Regions from separate parts of the Mus musculus genome. Here all the other regions are linked to region 3. A link is a contact called in public HiChIP or PLAC-seq data. All regions are on one chromosome and are shown on one strand. The core of a region is the stretch at or near the end of the contact, and the rest is flanking DNA. Distances in the headings are between cores, read along the strand shown.

Evidence for each region. HiChIP or PLAC-seq counts read pairs in DNA pulled down with a chosen protein or histone mark.
Region 1: a contact with region 3 is called in an H3K4me3 HiChIP or PLAC-seq map of bone marrow-derived macrophages, with 4 times the contacts expected there. The contact joins the promoter of Map3k6 here to the enhancer-like site in region 3. A contact is called at or near these places in 4 of 39 promoter capture datasets (3T3-L1-derived adipocytes, cranial neural crest, hippocampal neurons and 1 more), 3 of 115 datasets of contacts at active chromatin or transcription factors (bone marrow-derived macrophages, embryonic forebrain and embryonic stem cells) and 3 of 9 other capture datasets (adipose tissue, liver and pancreatic islet).
Region 2: a contact with region 3 is called in an H3K27ac HiChIP or PLAC-seq map of double positive thymocytes, with 2.6 times the contacts expected there. The contact joins two enhancer-like sites. A contact is called at or near these places in 2 of 39 promoter capture datasets (hippocampal neurons and pre-B cells), 7 of 484 Hi-C or Micro-C datasets (cerebellar granule neurons, cerebellum, cerebral cortex and 2 more) and 16 of 115 datasets of contacts at active chromatin or transcription factors (T-cell acute lymphoblastic leukemia, VIP interneurons, astrocytes and 9 more).

The regions. Positions count from the first base shown.
Region 1 is chr4:133,239,024-133,242,071 of GRCm38.p6, forward strand. Map3k6 (mitogen-activated protein kinase kinase kinase 6) reads left to right here and starts at 1,795. Exons shown (of 29, transcript NM_016693.5): 1 at 1,795-2,408. The coding sequence starts at 2,066. It also overlaps the pseudogene Fcnc-ps.
Region 2 is chr4:133,296,281-133,299,188 of GRCm38.p6, forward strand. Wdtc1 (WD and tetratricopeptide repeats 1) reads right to left here. Exons shown (of 16, transcript NM_199306.4): 13 at 1,140-1,375; 14 at 136-313. Among named protein-coding and RNA genes, the nearest start is that of Tmem222, 20 kb to the left of the region's middle. Within about 2 kb of position 1,596, at least 95 of the 459 cell types and tissues checked have an H3K27ac peak or open chromatin away from gene starts, as enhancers often do. A contact at or near this core is called in T-cell acute lymphoblastic leukemia, VIP interneurons, astrocytes and 7 more, where this site is marked.
Region 3 is chr4:133,091,279-133,094,106 of GRCm38.p6, forward strand. No RefSeq gene overlaps it. Among named protein-coding and RNA genes, the nearest start is that of Gm26615, 9.3 kb to the left of the region's middle. Within about 2 kb of position 1,288, at least 183 of the 459 cell types and tissues checked have an H3K27ac peak or open chromatin away from gene starts, as enhancers often do. A contact at or near this core is called in T-cell acute lymphoblastic leukemia, VIP interneurons, astrocytes and 12 more, where this site is marked.

The DNA of each region.
Region 1 (3,048 bases), core at 545-3,044, 150 kb after region 3:
GACAACTGTGCAGTAACTGTCCCTGGTGCTGGGTTGTACGGATCCTGCAACTGAACCAATCTCAAGGGGCATTATGCTGCATCTGAGACCACTGCCCACATGTATGGCATTGACTGGACCTCAGAAAAAGGCATGGGTCACCCCTACTGTGGGATTACACATAATGCTTTGCTAGAGCACTCGATTGTCGGTATCGTCACTCCTTACAGCTTCCATCCCTTGGCCACCTCACTGCCAACTGCCTCTGCTTGCAGGGCCACTTTGTAACACTTTACAAATCTTTTCTTACTCAGGAGAAAACCTATAGAAAACAGGGCAGGGACACAAGCTTCAGTTCCATTCAAGGAAGAACTTCTAATCAGGAAGACGAATGGGTAGGACTTCTCCGGGCTTCAGATCCTAGAAGGATGCAAGAAATGCTAGGGGGCAGTGAGGTGAGAGATTCAACCACCCACTCGCAATCCTCCTGGGCCCCCAAGCCCAAAGTGGATGCATCTGAGGACAGCTTTCTCTCACTCTTTGTTTGCTGTTTGGTTGGTTGGTTGATTTTATGAGACAGGGTTTCACTCAGCAGCCCTGGCTGTCCTGGAAACTCTGTAGACCAGGTTGGCCTTGAACTCAGAGATTCACCTGCCTCTGCCTCCTGAGTGCTGGGCTTAAAGACATGTGCCACCACCACTTGGTTCCCATTTGTTTCTTGTAAGTGTGTTTTCTACCCAAACCTCTGTAATGGGCCACATTCTCCCTTTCTATTGCTCGTCTATCCCATTGGTTCAAACCTAGGAAGATATATTTTTTTCCTTCCATGAGACAAGAAGGCTGTGAAACAGAGGCTTCCTACCGTTTGTTGAAAGGTCCATTTGTCCAAAGCCCCAACATATTATTTTTATAAAGTTTTAGTTTTATTTCATGTGCATCTTTTGCCTGTAATTATATATGTGCACCATGTATGTGCTGGGCGCCTATGCAGGTCAGGAGAGTGCCAGGACTCCCCTGGGCCTACAGTTACAGATGATGGTGAGCCACCATGTGGGTGCTGGGAACCAAACCAGGGCCCTCTGAAAGAGCAGCAAGTGGTCTTTACAGCTGTGCTGTCTCTCATGCCCAAGCCCTACCATAATAAACGATTATGAAACATGGCCCTAACCTCAGAGTCTCAAAGTCTCATTTCTAAGTTCAGGGCCCTCTAAGGTTTATAGCAACTTAGATTCATACTATGATGTTAAAGCTTCTTGGTGAATTTGAAGCCGGGATAACCTTGTAACCCAAAAAGCGGAGACTTCTGGAGTTCCTTCAAAGGGTAGATAGGAAGTTTACCGTAGAAGTGCTTTTCAGCTCCATGGTCAAGTTTCGGGTGGACCAATAAGGTCCACAAGGTTTCACTGCAAGAGAGGCTCTGAGGAAAGCGCTTGTCAACATTCTGACCCCTACCAGCAGGAACATTACATGTGCCGCCTACACAATGTTTTGCTCCCCCGTCCTTCCCCCGCCCAGTGTCCATTCATTTACCAGGTCCCTGCAGGGCGGGGCTGTCCTGTTTCCTATCCCTGGGCTGGGCACACGTCTTACGAGCGCTTGCAGTAAGCAGTCAACAGTGTTTGGCCCGAATAGGGGCACAGGCTGTTCCGGAAGTGGACAGTGTCAGAGGTTCTAGCCGGAGAGGAGGGAGGGAGAGCCGCTGGGGAGCCTCATTGCCCCAGGGCCGAGGGTGGAGCCTTTCCCAGTCGGGAAAGGGCTGGGCCCAGCCTACATGTGAGGGCAGGACAGAGTGACTGCCAGCGCTCCCTTGAGAAGTCTGGGTGTAGCACGCTGCCGGTTGACTTCCCAGGACTCTTCTGTGACCTGTGAGCCGAGGATTACTGGGTACCCCAGATTCCCAGAACCCAGTCCTGGATTGCAGATCTGTAAGGACCGTGAAAGATTGAGCAAAGAAGTCTTTCTGGACTTAAGAGTTCCGGAACAGGACGTCCAGCCCATCTCCGGATCCCGACTGGATCCACACCTTCAGCCTCGTGCCCTGTCCCGGGTTCCCCGCGCCCGGGGCCCCGCGCTTGAGCGCCCCCGCATGGCGGGGCCATGTCCTGGGGCCGGGGTTCTAGAACGGGCGGGCAGCTGCTGGCAGGACCCGCTGGCGGAGGCGCTGAGCCGGGGCCGCTCGTCTCCTGCGGTCACGGGTCGGGGCTGCGCGCGGAGCCGGCCTCTCAGTGTGGTCTACGTGCTGACCCGGGAGCCGGGGCTCGGGGTGGAGCCCGGGTCGGGAACCGAGGCAGAGCCGCTGCCGTTGCGATGCCTGCGCGAGGCCTGCGCTCAGCTCCAGGGCACACGGCCACCCCCGCAGCTACGCAGCCTACCCTTTGCGACGCTGGCGCTAGGCGACACCGCTGCGCTGGACTCCTTCTACAACGCGGGTGAGCGTCTCGGGGCGGGGCTTGAGTCTGGGCGGGGCAAGGGGCGGAGCTTTAGAACCCTGACGGGGCGGGTGTGGGTACCAGGTCTAGGGAATTTACGGTAAACTAAAGCCGAACTTGAGACAAGGCAGTAACGACAGGGCATTTAGTGGATTATGGATGTGATGGGCTTGAGGCTGGATCTGGGGATTCAGGCCTGGCTCCGGAGTTTAAGTATCTTTCGGTGAGCGTGGTGCCAAGCAGGTGGGGCGGAGCAGGCGAACTCTAAGGGCGGGGCTGGGGAGGGGCGGGGCTGAGGGAGGGGCAGAGCTGCGCTTCCCTGCGTAAGCGGGAGAACTCTTTTTCAGGATGATCTCACGTTGGACTTTTGAGGGTGAATCAGGCCTGAGACGGAAGTTCGGTCTATGGCAAGGGGCCATCTCTGCAGGATTGGGGTTGATAAGTCCTAGCATACTACATCCCACATGGGACTAAAGGGGCGGGAAAGGAAGTACTGAGGCAACTCTTCGGGACTGGATTATAGGAGAAAGGGATTGTATTTGGAGACTAGGAGTCGAAAGAAAATGGGTGGGGCAGGGGTGGGTCTAGAGGAGATACAGGGAGTCCAAGGGTGAGGTCGGAAGATAGCTATTCCTCTCTT
Region 2 (2,908 bases), core at 346-2,845, 210 kb after region 3:
TACTGGAGGAACCTAAGGGTATAGAGGCAGTGCCAGACCACGAGTACCCTCAAATTATGTCTCCCACGTGGCGCAACCCCTCAAACCCTGCTGTCAACTGGGATGTGTGCCCTCCTCCTGCTCAGGGCCTCAGACCTGCCAAAGAAATTGGCCTCCTTGATATCCGTGGTGGTGTTGCAGTGCCCACAGTAGCGGAACTGATAGTCGTAGCTCCGTTCCCGTAGCACCATTTCGTCTTCTGAGATGGAGTCCTTGCGACTTGTGCTTCGAAGGCGAACTGGACCACCACCACCACCAGCTGCCTTCTTCTCCTCTGGGGCCGAAAGCAAGGAGAGATGAGAAAGAGGTGAGGAAGGAGAGATGTGAGGGAGGTGGGAGGCTTCCCTTCCCTCCCCCCCCCTCAGTGTCTCCTCTACCCCTGTGCTACAGTTTCCAACCCAGACCAGGCAATGCCAGGCCATCTGCCCCCAGGTTTACTCCCAAGAACTAAGAGAAGTCCGTAGGAATTTGCATCGCTGGCGTCAGCCTGAACACTACTCATGGAATGAGCGAATCCCGTGGCTAGTTATCTGCCTCCAGTGAGATCTATCCCACATAGTTCTCATAGTTGGAGACTCTCATAGTTGGTCACCATGACCCAGCTCGTCCTACAAATCTACAGAGGCACTGGGAAGGCTTGGTGTGCCCTTTGCAGACAAGACCGGTTTGGAGGCTGTGCTGGATCCATGGCCACACAGTTCGACCTGGTAGAGCTAAGCTGAGAACTAAGGCACTGTCCTAGACACCATGCCTGCTGCCCATGGCCAGACTGAGACAAAGACAACAAACAGCACTTGCCTCTGCCCAGTGTGCTCTGCCAAGGCCCGTCTGGGGACAGGTGGGAAGGCCCAGCTAGAGCTCACACAGCCTGACTGGGCTCTACCTGGTGCCTTGAATGCTAACATTAACTTTCAACAGAGTTTCACTGGGAGATGCTGACCGTCTCCTTCTTCAGCCATGAAAAGTGAGTTTCAGGGGTCAGACTGTCTTAAGTCCATGGAGTTTCATAATCAGCATCTGAAACCAGGGCTTCTAGATCAAAGCGCCAGGGCCTTTCTGGGTAGGGAACGGACAGCTGCGTCTCCTGGGCACACACTCACCACCATCACTTTTGGAGAAAAGGGCAGCTGTGATGTCCCGGCCTAATGCGTCACATGCACTGCTGTGGGCCTGCTCTGGGAACTTCCCTTTGAAGTCATCCAGGCACTCCAGAGCCTCGGCCACATACTTCAGTTCAAAGAGGCACCGGGCCAGACGGAAGTGTGCCTTCAGGTGGCAAGGGTTTAGGGAGATGGCCTTGAGGCAGTCCCGGAGGGCATCATAGTGGTCCCCGTCCCTGAGAAGGTACAGGAACATAGCTTAGAGGTGAGAGAGGCCCTGTGGCAGATACAAGGTTCCCACCATCTTCTGTGGCTACTTCTAGGCCATCTCTGACAACCCTCAGGGTGAGGAGATAAGGAGATGAAGCCTTGGCGAAGCCCACTGCTCCCTCCCTGGGAGCAGGAGTAAGCTGAGGCTCAAGCCAGGAGCCTGAGGCTTGGCGAGTAAAGAGCAGTGTCGGGCTGCCCTCTGCTGGGCGTAGGCTGCAACTGTGCACTGTTCACCTCAGGCACCCGCAGCTCTGCAGCAGAAGGCCTGGCATCCTGCCCACCGCAGACTCCCCAAGCCCTCCTTCTCTTTTCCTTCATCCACCTCCTCAAATCCCCCTGCTGGTCTTCAAAGCTATGTCCAAGGCAGGGGGCCCTCAAGGACAGTTCTGTGGCCTGGAGAAGCCAGAAGTGTTAGGCCAGGGACTCAGGGTCTGACCAGCATGCCCTCAGCCAGACCCCCCTCTGTCCTGGCTGACTGATCTGCAGCAGCTGTGGCCTCCACCTCCTGGGGCTGGAGGATGGGGCCTGACTGTCTGGCAAAGTCAGCTCTCTGGAAGCTGATGGTGAGGGGGCTGTGCACACCAGGAGCTCCAAATCCTCTCTACTCTTTTCTCCAATGGACAAGTATGGATAAAGGGGAGTGTAGGCTTTCTGTTGGAGGGGTAGAGGGAGACGCCCTCTTTTCCAGGCCCACCTCCCTGTTGCCAGAAACCCAATTTGGTTTCTCATCTGTACAGCCAAGCAGCAATGAGAGTCACTTTCCCCTTTAGAAACCTGTAAATGTTTGTATTTTCAATGCTGGGGATTGAACCTCCCCGCTTCCTACTGGGCTGGGGTGGGTCTACTATGCTTACAGCAAGCAGCACTCACTAATGCCAAGGGTCCCTTCACCAAGGGCACAGGTCACAGGTGTCTCCTGACCTCTCTCGCCATACAGTCAGGAGGAGCACCCAGCCCTTGGAGTAGCCACTTAAGACTCTAACCGACAGCTAAGCAATGTGGGGCAGGCAGGAAGCAGAGCTGCTTTGATGGTGTGCTCTGCGTCAGAACGAGTGCCTATGACGAAGGAGCAGGCGCTGTTTGGAAACCCAGTTACTGCCTGCAAGGTGCCCCTTTCTGAGCTCCTAGCAAGAGCCAGACCAGAGACCAGCCAGGAACCAGAGGGTGGTCTGTTTCCAGGAGCAGATGGTAGCCCTGGGGAGGCTGGCCTGGGACAGAACGTGACATTCTAGGGGTCACTGGCAGGCATGTGGGGATGGGGAAAAAAAAAGAGCAGGCTGGCCCCAGGGCTCACCCATCCTAGATGTACTGCCAGATCAATCTCCCTGAAAAGACAGCCCTCTGCACGTCCTCGCTCAAAGCTCTCCAGTAGCTGCCCATCACACACTGAATCAAGGCCAAATGCCACCCTCTGCATTCCAAGCCCTTTCCAGGCAAGCCCCAGGCTACCTCACAGACTCATCCCCTGCCAGTCCTTTCCAGAACCCTCTGCTCCAGCC
Region 3 (2,828 bases), core at 38-2,537:
CCTCGGTTGCACAGACAAATACAAACCCAGGCATCGGCTCTCTCCCCATGTAAGCTTAGCTCACCACAGCCCCACGTGGTTTCTATCACACAGCCCGTACAGACTCATGCATACAGGCACACACAGGCCCTGCCATCCAGAGAAACAAGCGCAAACACCAAGCAGTGTCGTCGCCCCCCCCCCCCGCACAGCGCCACCAATCATCCCCACCACTGCCATCACTGCCACACTCTCCCCTAATCTCTCACACAACACAGCCAAATATATACAGACACATGCTGTTCCCCTGTGCCACCAGCCATCAATAGCCACAGACATGCTTGCGTGCCTACCCCTGGACATTTGGTCCAGCCCACACAGCTCCCCGGTATCTCCCCAGACACAGATTACCAAACCACAGCCTCACACAGCATCTCTTAAAGCAGACATCCCCACTATGCCTTGTTCATAATTACTTCATTAGTCTCCTGTTGACTGTAACAAGTTCACAGGCATGCCTGACACACCCGGACATGGCACACACATAGGCACATGTACCAACCCCCTTGAAAATGCCTGGATTCCTTGCCAATGAAACGGTACTCACGGGTTTGGGGTTACACACAATTAGACACAGCATTTCTGTGTTCATAGCCAGGATTCAAACTCAGGACATGCACAGCTTTCTCTAGTGCTTATTCAAACACACAGTAGCTCTCTGAGCTGCACAAATACACACACAGCAGAACTTGCACACTTGAACTGAGTGGTGGTGGTACGCGCCTTTAATCCCAGCACTCAGGAGGCAGAGGCAGGCAGATCTCTGAGTACACAGAGAAATCCTGTCTTGAGAAAAACAAAAGAAAAAGAAGAAAAAGGAGAAGGGGGGAGGAGGAAGAAGAGGGAGATGAAGGTGGAGGAGAAGAAAGGTGGAGAAGAAAGAAGAGAAAGAGGAGAAGGAGGAGGAAGTGGAGTATAAGAAGTGGGCAGAGGAGAATTTGCACACTTGAAGGAAATTGATTCACCCCAATACAATTCTTCAGGGTAGTGTGTGTGTGTGCATGTGTGTGTGCGCGCGCGCTCCTGCACACATGTGCATGTCCATGCTCCTACGGGGACTGACCCAGATGTCTGAACCTCATGGTCACATACTGTAGCCTCCTAGCCCCCAACTGCAGCCTTCTACCTCCCTCCCTTGGCTGGTGAGAGTAGAGAAGAGCTCAGCTCTGGTTCCCTCCCTCCACTGGCTGCCTCTCTCCCTCCCATCTGGCAGAATCAGTCAGCCCTGCCCCAGCTCAGGCTCAGGCAGCCCTGGCTGCTCTGGGCAAACTCGCGGCTGGTTGGTCTCGGCCGCCGATGCCGCCGCCGCAGCAGCAGCAGCAGTGGCGGCAGCAGCAGGGGCGAGAAGGCTTCAGGCGGCTGCCAACGTGGCAGACGGCGGGCAGGGCGGCAGGAAGGAAGCTGCGCCCACTCGCTGAGGGGCTGAATGAGCAAGTGATGCAGCTGGGCAGGGGACCTTGTGTACAGCTTGGGCTCTGGGCCCACATTGGTCCCATAATGGCTGTGTGACCTTGAGCAACTTGTTCCCCATCTCTGGTCTCGTTTCCCCCTTTAGCAAATGAACAGTCTGGACTGGACAAGTCTTTGTCTGCAATTCAACAAAGGCAACAGGAGGGACATATAGGCTCACTCTGTGGACTCCAGCTTTTTCAGCCCCCAAATAAATATTTCTCACCTTTGTACAGCTGCCTCCATTGACAAATCTTTTTCATTCTGCATTGGTAATTTGGTAATGGCATTTCATTAAAAATAAAACAGATCCAAGCCGGCATGTTGACTCATGCCTTGTAATTCCAGGATTTAGGAGGCCGAGGCAGGAGGATTGCAACGAGTTCAAGGCCCACCTTTGTTAAATAAGAAGAAAAGGGGATGCTGGAGAGATGGCTCAGAGGTCAGGAGTTCCTAGCACTAATGTGGCAGCTTACAACCACCTGTCACTCCACGTCCTGGGGAGCCCATGTTCTCTCCTAACCTTTGTGGCCACAAGACATGCATATGGTACCCAGGCATACGTGTAGGAAAACACATACACATAAAATAAATCTGTTTTAAGAAGTTAAAGGAAAGAGAGAAAAGAAAAGGCAGGTTTGGCCAGCCAGTGCCCAGCAGAGCTGAGATGAATCAGCGCTTCTGATTCAGTCTTCAGACCCAGCACTGCCTCCCTTATCTTCTCCCTGGGATCCCATGCCCTCACCAAGCACTCAGAACCATCCCCATTCCCCACTGGGCCCCCACCAGGGCCACCTGGCTCTGCCCTGGGGAGTCAGGGTGCAAAGGCCAGACAGGCTCCTACCAACATTCCAGCTGCTGCTGAGAACACAGCTGTCAGCAGGATCCAGAGAGCCAAAAAGCTGCCTCCTAAGCAGGCCCATATTGTCAGCTTCAAAGTGGAGCTGCTGTGGGCTCCTGGGCTGCCCTGGGCCTCTGGTTTTTTCATCCTGATAGCTGCAGTAGATGAGTTCCCAGGACCCTTTCGGCTTGCAGCATTGCCTAGGGAATGAGCGAGGAGAACCACGTTGCAGGGATGTGGCTGGATCTAGGCCCCCAGCCAACGGTGGGGTGCCTGATGTCTGGGAGCCTGGCTCCTGGTTTATCTGCTGGCTGAGGTGGTATCTGCATCTCTGAGGACCCGGGGATAGAGGGGCTCAGCTCTTGTTTGTGAGAGGGAGGGATAGACAGATGGACGACAGTGAGAAGGGGGGTGGGGAAGAGGCCTACATCTCCGTGGAGTGGTTAACAGGAAAGAGGAAGAAGGAGGAGGAAAAGGAAGAAGAGGAGGAGGGGAAGAA